2 separate regions of the Drosophila melanogaster genome follow, and region 1 is linked to region 2. Evidence: chromatin contacts called from public Hi-C data. All regions are on one chromosome and are shown on one strand. The core of a region is the stretch at or near the end of the contact, and the rest is flanking DNA. Distances in the headings are between cores, read along the strand shown.

Region 1 (5,689 bases), core at 357-2,856, 200 kb before region 2:
ATTCCGGCAAAACCATTTGTTAACCACTGCGTGTGGCCGCAGGGCTATTTACCAGAGATTCGTAGTAGAATGATTGCGGAAAGGATAGAAGCAGCGGGAAAAGCTGCCACCGCGTAATGCAATCGATGCACTGCAGCCGCACAATTTCCATTGTATTGGTGATTAATTTCTTGCCTCCGGGTGGCTGCGGATCCAGTCGCTGAGTATCCTGGGTATCCCCACAAGGACTGCGGCAGGACTCGTTCGCATCTCGCCTTTGTAAACAAGTTGACAGACAGGCATCCGCACTTGGGCATTGGGTATTCCCTTACTCGTGGAGCAATGAGAGCCGTATTGACGTTTGATGAGCGGATTATCATCGGCAGTTTTTTCCAACCAGGACACAAGTGTGTTCGATCGGGGTTTTCCTCGCCGCACAATAACTGCGCCATTTCCCATCGCCTTTTTCTATAACAATATGTGCGCCAAACTGTTGATAATCCTTGACGATTGTTCTCTAATGCTGGCAGCACTTGTTGCAAACCCCCTTGCCAACTGCTAAACTATTTTATTCCACGCTTAGCTTTTATGGGTTTCGGTATCGTTTTATGTTTCGGCTGGCCATGCATAACTTTAACTTTTTAATGGTGAAATGCGAGAGCGGCGAAAAAGTTTATCGTTTGCCTTTAGTCTCACCAACTCTCTCTTTCAGTTTAAAGACTATAACTTAAATTCGAGAAGTTCTTTGGGATAATATTTTAATTAATATATATTTGTATACTTAATCATGTGGACAGCAGTTCACGTAGTGTCGAAGACCACTAGCATAGCTTACAAAGGGAATTACTTTATATGCGGGCAAAAATTTAAATGTTTTGCGATTTTGCAACACCAAAAGTTATTTTCTTATGAAAAATTAAATCATTAAAATTAAATCTTATTATAACGAACGTAGAATTAATATCGTCTTATATATATATATATATATATATATAGAAGAAATTATGTGGACAGTGGTTTCCAAAGGCAATAACTTTATATACACGAAAGTTTAGAATGAAAAGTTAAAGTGCACAGATTGGTATCCTCTTAAAGAATGAACCTTTTTTTATAATAGGCACAATGGGGCTAACAAAAATAATATCTTCTGTATTTTTGATAACTAAATGTGTAGCGCAATTGTAGTTACAATGAACCAGCATCCCAATGTCCAATAGCTGCAATTTTTGCCATATTGTCCTTTCAGAGTTTCTAAAAACTGCTCCACTGAACCGGATCCAAATAAAAGCCCGTATTAATATCGTGCCGTCCGCTCTTTCGCTTTTGCAATAAACTCTAGACTTAAACCAATGGGGCGAGTGGGAGTGGGGGCGTGGCAGTAAAGTGCATCCAAGGACAGGGAACAAAGTTGGCATGTTAGTTCCTTTCACAAAATAACCCCCATAAATGTCAGGCAATAACAGGCAACACAAATTGTGTGGCAGGATCATAAAGTGCCACGCACGGAAGAAGTAAAACCGAGCAGCCCAATTTCCTTTCCAGCCACAAAAAGTGCAAGATGAATTACCGTTTGGCAGTGTATATAGTATGTGAGTCCTGGCTGAAAGTCCTTCGACTATCGTCATCTCTTTTCCATTGCATATCTCGTTCTCCCTCCTTTTGTGTATGTGTAGGTGAGCGTATAATGAGCTGCTGTTTTACATTTTAATTTCCGTCTACGTTCAAAAGGCCGTCCGTCTGTCCATCCGTCCGACCGTCTGGCTAGAAGCAGAGATTTGCGGATTTGCTAACTGTGCCATCTCGCTTTCCATTTTTCCACTGTTGTTGGCCGCAATTATTTAAATGAGATTACAAAAGACTTATACAGCGGAAATCTTATTGTGTGTGTATTGTGTGTTTGTCGTTCATTTGTCTGCCGCCTGTTGTCTGTTCCGGAATCCGGGAATCCTTGTTCCTGATTCCGGACTCGGAATTCCCAAATTCTAACTCCTCCTTTTGGGCCTGGCTCAGATTACGGCTTAGACGACGTGTGCCAAAAGTTATCCCGGCCAATTGTTTGGCTTTTGTCCAAACTACAATAAAGTCGACGTGCCAAAAGATTAGCCTGGCGTTGGGCCCAGAGTCTGAGCCCCTAATGAGTTTGTCAGTAGTTTCCACTAACGGACACATGTCAGTTAGCAAAGTTTGCCCTAAAGACCTGGCACAGTTGGCAAACTTTAAACTAAACAAATTAGCATTTAAATGAAGTGATGGCTCGTTTGGGGGCTCTGTATGAAAAGAGTTGTGATCTATTAGTTCCTGGAATTTTAAAGCTCTAATATTTACATAGATATTTTTATGGTAATATCAAATGTGTGTCAATTTATTGATTACCTTCTAGCTTACATTTAATTTCGTAGTAACCTTTTTCGGGAAAAAGTGCATTTATATATGAAACATTCTGTTGCAATCCAGATGCAATTCTGCATTTTACACTACGTATATTGCCTCAAAACTCCTTGGCTGAAAAGCGCTTAGCTTAAAACATCTTTCTCCGCGGATTACAAAATTGAGTTCCCCTTAGTTTACTTTACCTTTATGAGAGCACTTTGCCTGCTGTCTCCTCACTCACTTTGGAATTTAAATGAGCCCCAGTAAATCTCCACTCAGGAATGCGAAAACCTTTTCCATTTTCTGGGGCCAAAGGCTTTGCCAACCGTCACCATTGCCACTTTTGTGCTGTTTTTGCGCACAAATAAGCAGCTGAAGCCTCTTGCACCTGGACTGGCCACGCAAAATAGCTTTCAGCGCTCAGCAATTCGAAGACTGCAGGACCACACCTAAGTATCCTGTCCAGCCATCCAAAGCAGCCAACACCGCAGGATATTTGTGCATACAATAAAAAAAAAAAAAACCAGCAGCTGGAGCACGAGCAGTACCGGCTTAAACAGAAACTGAAACAACAACGGCGTTGACATTTTCCCCACTTTCTCACTTTCCAACTTATTCATCACAACCCCCACCCACATTTTCCATTTTCCTGGGTGGATGTGGGTGGGTTCTCCTGGGTTTGGCTTAACCTTGGTTTAAAAGGGGGGTGTACTGGTCAAGCTCAAGGACGTCGGAGGGGGAGTGGGAGTGATAGGACATTGGTGTTGTAGCTGACATGTCTGTGGCAGGGAGAGCAATCTAGAAAAATTACTGCAATATGGAATAACAGTAACTATTGTGCTAATAGGATTAAAATGTATGCAGCACAGCCACAGGCGCCAACTGCCGCTGACAGCCAAAGAGGGGGGTGGTTCACAAAATCGGCGGCGAAATGGGGGAGAAAAGGGGAGACACCCATACAGGTGTCAACAGATGCCGAGTGTTTTGTCACCGGACAAACTCACGTATCTTTTGTTTTGCGATTGTGGCACAGACATTCATATCCGCAAAAGGATTCAACTGCAGACATGTAAAGTGTAATGGGTTTTCGCGGAGTGCGGTAACAAGTTTAATGGAATACTTCAAAGTCGCATTTATCTTTGTGTCACGCGATTTGATTCGAATTTAAGGTTAGTTTAGCAGAGAGTATTAAAAACGTTGTTTAAAAGTTGAATCTAATTGTTGAATCTAATTTATCTTAAATGTTATGTTATGTTAAGTCGAACCAGCACTTTCCATCATAAAAAAAGCAGCTGCAATTTTCAAAAAACATAGGTAGTAGTTAAATTTAAAACCAGTATTGGTATATTCTATTCAAGTCAGCCATTTTCTATATAGGGAACTTTCTATGGAAATGGAAACTAAACGAGGATAGAGTGACGTTAGTTGTAAGTGCAATTTTTACGAATTCATCCTATTTCTCGGGGCGACAGGGTCCATCTTTGCAAGGATCCCGACAGCGTTTGCTCTTCTCCTTCTTGTTCTCCCTCCTAAATGGTTCGGACTCTAAAAAAAGAAAACCATTCACTTTAAAAAATGGAACCACTTCAATAAGTGGGCAATCTCACTCTTAAAGCAGCCGCCAAAGAACTGATTCTTATTACAGGTTTTCTTGCCCTTTTCGGTGCCTTGACTTTGGCTCTTCTTTTTGGCCATTCCTCTGCAAAAGTATAGTGATTGATGAAGCAACTCGTTTTTGGGCAGAAATTTTAACAGAATTCCACTCATTTTGGTGAAAGAAATTAACTGAGTAAATGGAATAATTTTGAACAGCTAGGAACGAAAAATGATGTCGAATGAGAAGTGACGGAATTTAAAATAAAAGAATGAGCCAAACTATCGGAGCCTGCTAATCGAAAGTTTTCCATCAAAGTTTTCACATGCCCAGAGAACAGAACACTATAAAACTAAAACACTCCTTGCTGCCAAGGGGCAACAAGTTTGTAATGACTTTGAGGAACTAATTAGAATGCAGCCGGATTACGATGCACTCGCCCACCGAAACGCAAACACTTTAATCGAAAAAGTTTAGCCAGCTTAAGATTAATTTCTCCAGATATATCTGCGAACACAAATCGTAATAGAATATGTTTACAGAGAAAAGGCTACGACTAAATATTAAATAAATAAGACCATTTTAAATAGAACCATGCTAGCAAATCAACCAAAGCGCATATGCATATAAATAAATATTTAATTGAGCTACTTTAGTGAAAAGGTGAGAAAACTTAAGTTATATATTAATTAACTATTTCTAATACATATCTTATATGTATATACATATTTGCATTTTGTATTTACCTCGAACATTCTATTGCTTATTTATAATTTAAAAGTTTGAATATCATGGTGTGTATACTTAATCTTTTCATCCTTTATACCAAAAAGTAAGCACGCAACTGATTTAAGCTCTGCTCCTAAAATCAATACACATTTTAAGCTAATCATACTCAATTGGCTTCGAGTTCCTGCCTCTGTGCTTTTGCACATCTTTATAAGATTCCCAAGAATCATAGGAGTCTAATGGACGTTATGCGAAATCTTTAGTTTAAAGAAACATCCTGTCGCCTTGGCGTCTGTCAGTATTTTCTGCGTTGAGTTGGCTGAGAGGATTATCGTGTTCAAATATATACTTATAGATCCGTGTGTTCACATACTCGGACACACATTTTTTCGACGTTCGAAGCCAATGTTTTAGCACTTAGTGTGCAAGCTCATAACTGACAGTCAAGAGCAGAAAAACGCAACAAGAGCTTCATGGAAAAATAGCAAAGCCGGGGAAAAAAAGTGAAAATTTGAAAGGGAAAAGTTGAAAGTTCAGGCCAGTTTAGCAAAACGAAGCGGAAATGCTCTAGCTAGTAGAGAGATAGAGAGAGAGAGCGAGCTCTAGATGTGGAAATCCCATTAATCAATCCTTCACCAATATCAAACAAGCTGGAAAATTTCAATTTCATATTTATCTACTCGATTGTCCTGAGGGTTGCAACCCGGACCGTTGATACGATGATAATGTGTGGCATGCAGCTCCTTTTTTTTTTTTTTAAATAGTCCTTGGTGCGGCTGCCTTTGAGTTAGGGATTTTAGCTGTTCCATTTTGGGGTATTTTTGTCAGAATTTTTCGTTTCATATTGGGGTGAGAAACGTGGAAAACTGTGGGCTTGGCTGATTGTCGCTTTGATTGCAGTTTACATAGGTGTCAATTAGCAACGGTGCGGTTGGCTGCATTTCAATGGTATTATCGTTGATGTTTTCGCAGTTCTCCCCTCTAAAATGTGCAACAAAGTTGTCTGACACTCGAGGG
Region 2 (5,630 bases), core at 2,388-4,887:
CTAGCATAAAGTTTTGTTAGTATTTTCAAGCAGCGGTTTCCCGCCTCGGCTTGGGTTTATTTTAATTCTAGGGCAAATTGGGGCATTTGCATTTAAGCAGCCCGTTTGCGTGTCTTCGCACTTTGGCGAAGTTCTTGTTCAATGGCTTCCAAACGCTCTTGGTAGCGTTGTCGTGCTGATTCTTCTTTTGCCAACTGGGTCATTTCCTTGACCAGTCGGCGTTGTTGTAGTAGTTTAATCCTCCGTCCTGAGCGTTTGTGCTTTCGTAGTTGTTTCTTCTCCTGCCGTGCCCGGTACTCAGCTACTGTGAGTGGGCGTGGTCCATCGGCGTTGTTTAACCGCAACGCTTCCTCTAGCGTTGGCTGGTCCCGTTGCACTTGTGGTTGTGCATTGGCGAATTGTGGCTCGTCTGCCATCAATCGCCGCTTGTTCTTCTGTGTGTGCTGTGTTTGCGTGTTTTTGTGCGTTTTTGTGTGTGTTTTTGTGTGTTTTTGTGCTTTGTTTGTTTCAATTGAACATATATTTGCATTTAATGCGTCCAAGTACTACAAGTACATTTTAGTTATGTTTGTGTGTTCACACGTTGAATATAATAGGCACAAAATGTTGTTTTTTTTTTTTTTTTAACACAAACACAATACACGATACATAATCACAATACACAGAGGCACAACACAGAGGCAGACTCGAGACCAAGTCACGGTCGCCATGTAATAAGTAATAAGTAATAGCTCAGTGTAATAGATATTGAATAGCTCAGAGCGTCTGTTCCGTTTGAATCGTTTTATTTGAATGAATCCTATGTTGCTGTCTTTGGGTACAGCTACCCGTACATGGTGTTCTTACATATTGTACATATTGTATATATTGTATATACATATACATGTGTATGCAGAAGGCATACATATGTTATGTATGGCTTGACCACTTGAGCTGCTAAGTGCATGCTCAGCATTCTCACGCTCCGCGATCGGCTTATGTATAAGCGTTAGATCGTATTTCATTGGCTGGAGTGTTTATGTAAGTGCATGTGGTCTTTGATGTGAATTATGTTTATTTGTGTTTGCAACAAAGTGTCACAATGTATGTACGTTACTTATATATATGTAGAGTAGAGTTATAGTGAGGGTAGATACACTACAGCTTATATATTATAAAACTTCTACTTGTTCAAAATTCTCTAACACTACACACTCTTACAGTATGAATGATATAACTAAAAAGAAAGGGAAGATCACTGCCTAGAAAATATCAATTTGTTTCATATAGAAATTTGCTATGTTCGCAAGATGCAGAACAAAAAAAGAAAAACTCCAGGAAAAATCATTCTTATACGAGCAAAATTTATGTTCCCCCTACTAAGTATTCCGATGTCGGAACTCTTTTAAACATTCCGGAATCCTCCTTTTTGTTTTCCACCCAAATTATTCCGCTGACGAATTTATTAGCGAAGCGATGCCTGAACTTTTTATTCCATTTTCGCATTCTTTTCAGCTGTCTTACTATATTTTCAATTTGATTTTTTATTTTTTGCTAACGACGTTATTGACTTTTATAGCTTTGCCATAGCTATAGATTCGGTGCGTGCTTAGTGCGTTTGTGTGTGTGTGTTCAGAGTGGTGGGATAACTTGTAATTCCGTTTATTTTTTTCCGGCTGTCGGTTTTTTGTTTGTACTTTTTATTGGCGGCGACACGTAGCGTGCGGTGCGTAAAAAGCGTGAAAGAGACAACCGCATGCATTTGCCGGATTGCCAGCGGAAACGGAAATCACAACACAACGCGCGGACTAAACATGACAGCCAAAAGCTGTCATGTCCCACAGCAATCCGTGTGTTTGAGTGTGTGTTGCGTGTATGGGGATATTGTAAGCGATGCCCTGGAAAAAAAAGTGTCACGAGCGAAAGGAGGGAAAAAACCTGAACTGAACTGGACTGAGCCAAACCAAACCGAACCGAAATGAAATGAAATTGCAGGCCCAGATCCCCAACTACAGAGTTAATACGATTGTGGTCTAATGAATTAAAGGCTGAACCAACACACACGAACGGAGAAATCCAAGACAAATCAACGCAGAAAAATCTGCTGCGAGAACGGTGTGTGGGTTTCATGCACCGTGCAAAAACTAACTACAGACATTTAAGAATAGTTGTTGCATTCAAATAAAAGTTATTAATAATTAGGATCGTTCTTAAAAAATCTTAACTTTTCAATAATAAATAGTAATATTATTTTACTATTTTTAATCGAATTAATTAGATATAAGATGGATTTGACTTACTGCTTATAATATTTGGATTGAAGTAAGTATTAAAATATTTCTTTTTACAAATTGGCATATCTTTGATAAGATATATATTTTTTCAATGTTACAATTCAAAGCTAGCACAAAGTGCCAGAAGATTGTAGCAAAACGTGTGTCACACCAAAAACAAAACCAAAAGCAAAGCAAAGCAAAGCAAAACAAAACATGCGAAAGAAAAACTCGGTAAAAGGACATCATGGTGCTGGGAAAGCAAGTGCAAAATTGTACGAACAAAAGTGAAGCGCTGCCATTGAGAAAAAACACACAGGCAGTAAAAGATTGAATTTGTATCTATGTCCATGTATCTGGACATTCCCCAATCCCCATCCACATACCAAATCCCATTTCCACGACTGGGTCAACTGATTGTGTGTGCCTGAGCGAATAACTGGCCAGGCAGATCGGCCATCTGAGACCTATGTGGACATGGTGCGTTTAACCACGTAATAGTCTCGGCGGCTCTGCGGATTTACGGCATCAGTCAGAGGGCTTAACACAGTGGGCCCAGAACGGACTCATGTCTCTAAGGTATCCATATAATTAAACCAATTTCAGTTCGAGTGGGGTATAAAGGTATTTTCAAGCTTTCTAACGAGTCCCGCTTGAGATTATAAGCCTCTAAAAGCCTGCTTCGAACTTGAATCCCCTGTGAGTTTGTAAGAATTTCAACAACTGTAATTTTACAGATTGTTCTTGGAAATAATAATAATTTAAATATTGCTATTTGGATGAGCAGATTAATTGGAGGTTCTTTAAATTGCTCAAGAGACTGTTACTGTCCATTTGCTTAGTTTTTTTTTTAAATAAATGAATCAATGATGAATTTAAATTTTTTTTGTATTTGCGTAAAACTTATTCCATAACTTTTCTGTGATAATAGCCTCTATAACATTTCTATAACCTATTTTCCTCATCCACATCTAATGGGAAATTGAAATAAATATTTAAATACAAATATAGCTTAAACACAAAATAGAATTTTCTGGCATTCTGTTGGGTATGAAGGATCATAAGCCCTATACATTTTCCCAGCACACGTTCAATTTGTTATCATTGAATCCCAGGCTTGTGCCTGCCATTGTTTCATCTGGCACAGATTCATGGCCGTTTCCCTTCGGAGCCAGCCTTTCAAGTCCGCTCTACGTTCACATTTTTCTTTTTAATAGGAAAAACACGTCTTCAGTCTCCTGGCCATGGAGTGCGTGTTTGGCCAGCTTTGTTTTCGCATGTGAAAGTATTTAATTCAATTTGCGCTTAATTGAGACAGGCTGACTGTACGGCCCAGCCCAACATCCCCTATCGCAACCCCACCCACTCACAATTACCAGCCAACCCGCACCAGTAGGCAGCTGTCAAGGCAAAACCAAACGAAGCGTTACGCTAGCTGACAGCCCGTTGCCACCCAGCACCACCCAACGCCACCCATTTAACCGCCCAACCCAACCCCCAAACCCCAATCCCCAATCCCCACCGCAACCCTCATCACAAAATTCCAGTCAGTTGATAAAGCATCAAAAGAAATGTACGGCCAAGTGTTGTATCGTTCGTTGTCTTAACAATTTATAAATTAATTATGTATGCACTGCGAGTGTGTGTGCTCTGCTGAGCTGAGCTGTCTTGGCCAAAATAGGCGGAGGCAGAAGCGGCGGCGATTCGACGATTCAAGACCAACATATGCATACACATTTAGCCATAGTCATACATTTATGTACTTAGCCAGACACCATATGCGTAGTCAAACATTTTAAATATAAACGCGTTAAATGTTTCAATGCCAGTTGTCATTTAAGATGGACGTGGTACAGATTTTTTCTGGTTTGCGGCCCTGTCAACACCGGAATACTAAGTGCTTGGCCAATAAATTATTAGGCCAGCTGGCCGGTTATACTGGAAAAGTTCAGTTATGGGTGTTAAACAATTTTCTTAGCTGAGCTGGAACAACATGAATGAGACATCGAAGTACATGATATATGCCTTAAATTCATTCTTGATTTACCTAGATTGCAACTGCTAATACTATATATATATATATACTAATTAGAAATTGGTACAAATTTGAAGTATGAAGTGAAATTTTTTCAATCATAAGATTTTATTGAATGCCAAGATGTATGTATGATTTTTCCTAGAAAATATGTTAGTTTATATTACTCATTTTACAGCCTTTACAGCCATTTGATGGTTCACCCACTTATATTGATTTTACATTTTGTAAACTTGATTGAATTGAAAAGATTTATATCCGCCGGCAATCGAGTAAGCCTTAAATCACAAGCGTATTTTATGTTTCTCTAATTTTATGACTCCGTTTTTATGGTTTTAGCTATGTCAGAAACCAGTCACGCTAATATTATGGCTTTTAGCCACCCATCAATTATTTTCTAAAATTCTTGTTCAAAATTTTGACAATGAAAAATTTCGATTTGCAAATATGCATCACTGAGTGGCAAGTGCCAAGAGGACACGTTTCGACAAGCCAAAAGTTGTCAACTTTTTCGCCGAGTCTCACATTTCACAAACTGTGTCGCATTACACTCACTAATTGTCACTAAATATGGCTTCAGTTAATTCCAGTTTCAGTTACTTAGCAGCGCAGCTACACAAGTGACTGTGAATCGAGAGATATGTACACAACCGTCCATCATTTGATAAACTGCCTGCCAGTCAGACAGTCATTCATTCAGTCACTCAGTCAGTCAGTCAAGCAGTCAGTCAGGCATTTGGGCAGGTGAGTCAGTGAAGCGTTCAATCTTCTCACATTTTTTAGCACCTTTGTCAGCTTATCCAGCTTGTGTCAATAGCGTTTGTGCCCCATTCGCTTGAAGTGCTAAAAATGTTGCAATATCTTCTTCACTTGGCACTCTGACAGATCCAAAAACGCCTGTGGGGCTTGGCCCAGCAGAATAGTTTTGAGAATGCTGTCACACTTTTTGTCACCCCTCCTTGGCATGGCATCCATTTCTGATGTTTGTCAAAGTTGGCAGATAAACAAAAAACGAAAACGCAAAACCCACCGAGAGCAGAACAACAACAGATTAAGGAGTTATAACTTCTTGGGCAAGATGTGTGAACATAAAGCTCCAGTTCAAATCCCCCAACATGTTTGTAAGCCCTTTGGCTTACACATGTCGAAGTCACAAAACGTTGCAATTATCCCTCTTGTTTTCAGTGCTTTACGTCCAGAATCTCTATTTGTAACGCCCAGAGGTATTTAAAATATTAATGTAGTAGTAACTTTATTCCTAATGATCGTAAGACGTCAGTCAGCGCACAGCAATCTTAAATTTGGGTTATGAAAAATGTAAGAGATTTTCCATGTCAAGAGAC

The links. A called contact is a pair of places that touch in the nucleus more often than the background predicts.
Region 1: a Hi-C map of the Kc167 cell line shows a contact between it and region 2, with 1.7 times the contacts expected there. A contact is called at or near these places in 14 of 107 Hi-C or Micro-C datasets (the Kc167 cell line, the PNm cell line, the Ras3 cell line and 6 more) and 1 of 7 datasets of targeted methods (the Kc167 cell line).

What each region holds. Positions count from the first base shown.
Region 1 is chr3L:15,021,993-15,027,681 of dm6, reverse strand. All of the region lies in intron 2 of Sytbeta (Synaptotagmin beta), which reads left to right. It overlaps CG32148, which reads right to left and starts at 4,190. Exons shown (of 2, transcript NM_168602.2): 1 at 3,957-4,190; 2 at 3,673-3,894. The coding sequence starts at 4,116. The coding sequence ends at 3,803.
Region 2 is chr3L:14,820,693-14,826,322 of dm6, reverse strand. All of the region lies in intron 2 of CG17839, which reads right to left. Among named protein-coding and RNA genes, the nearest start is that of CG17839, 18 kb to the right of the region's middle.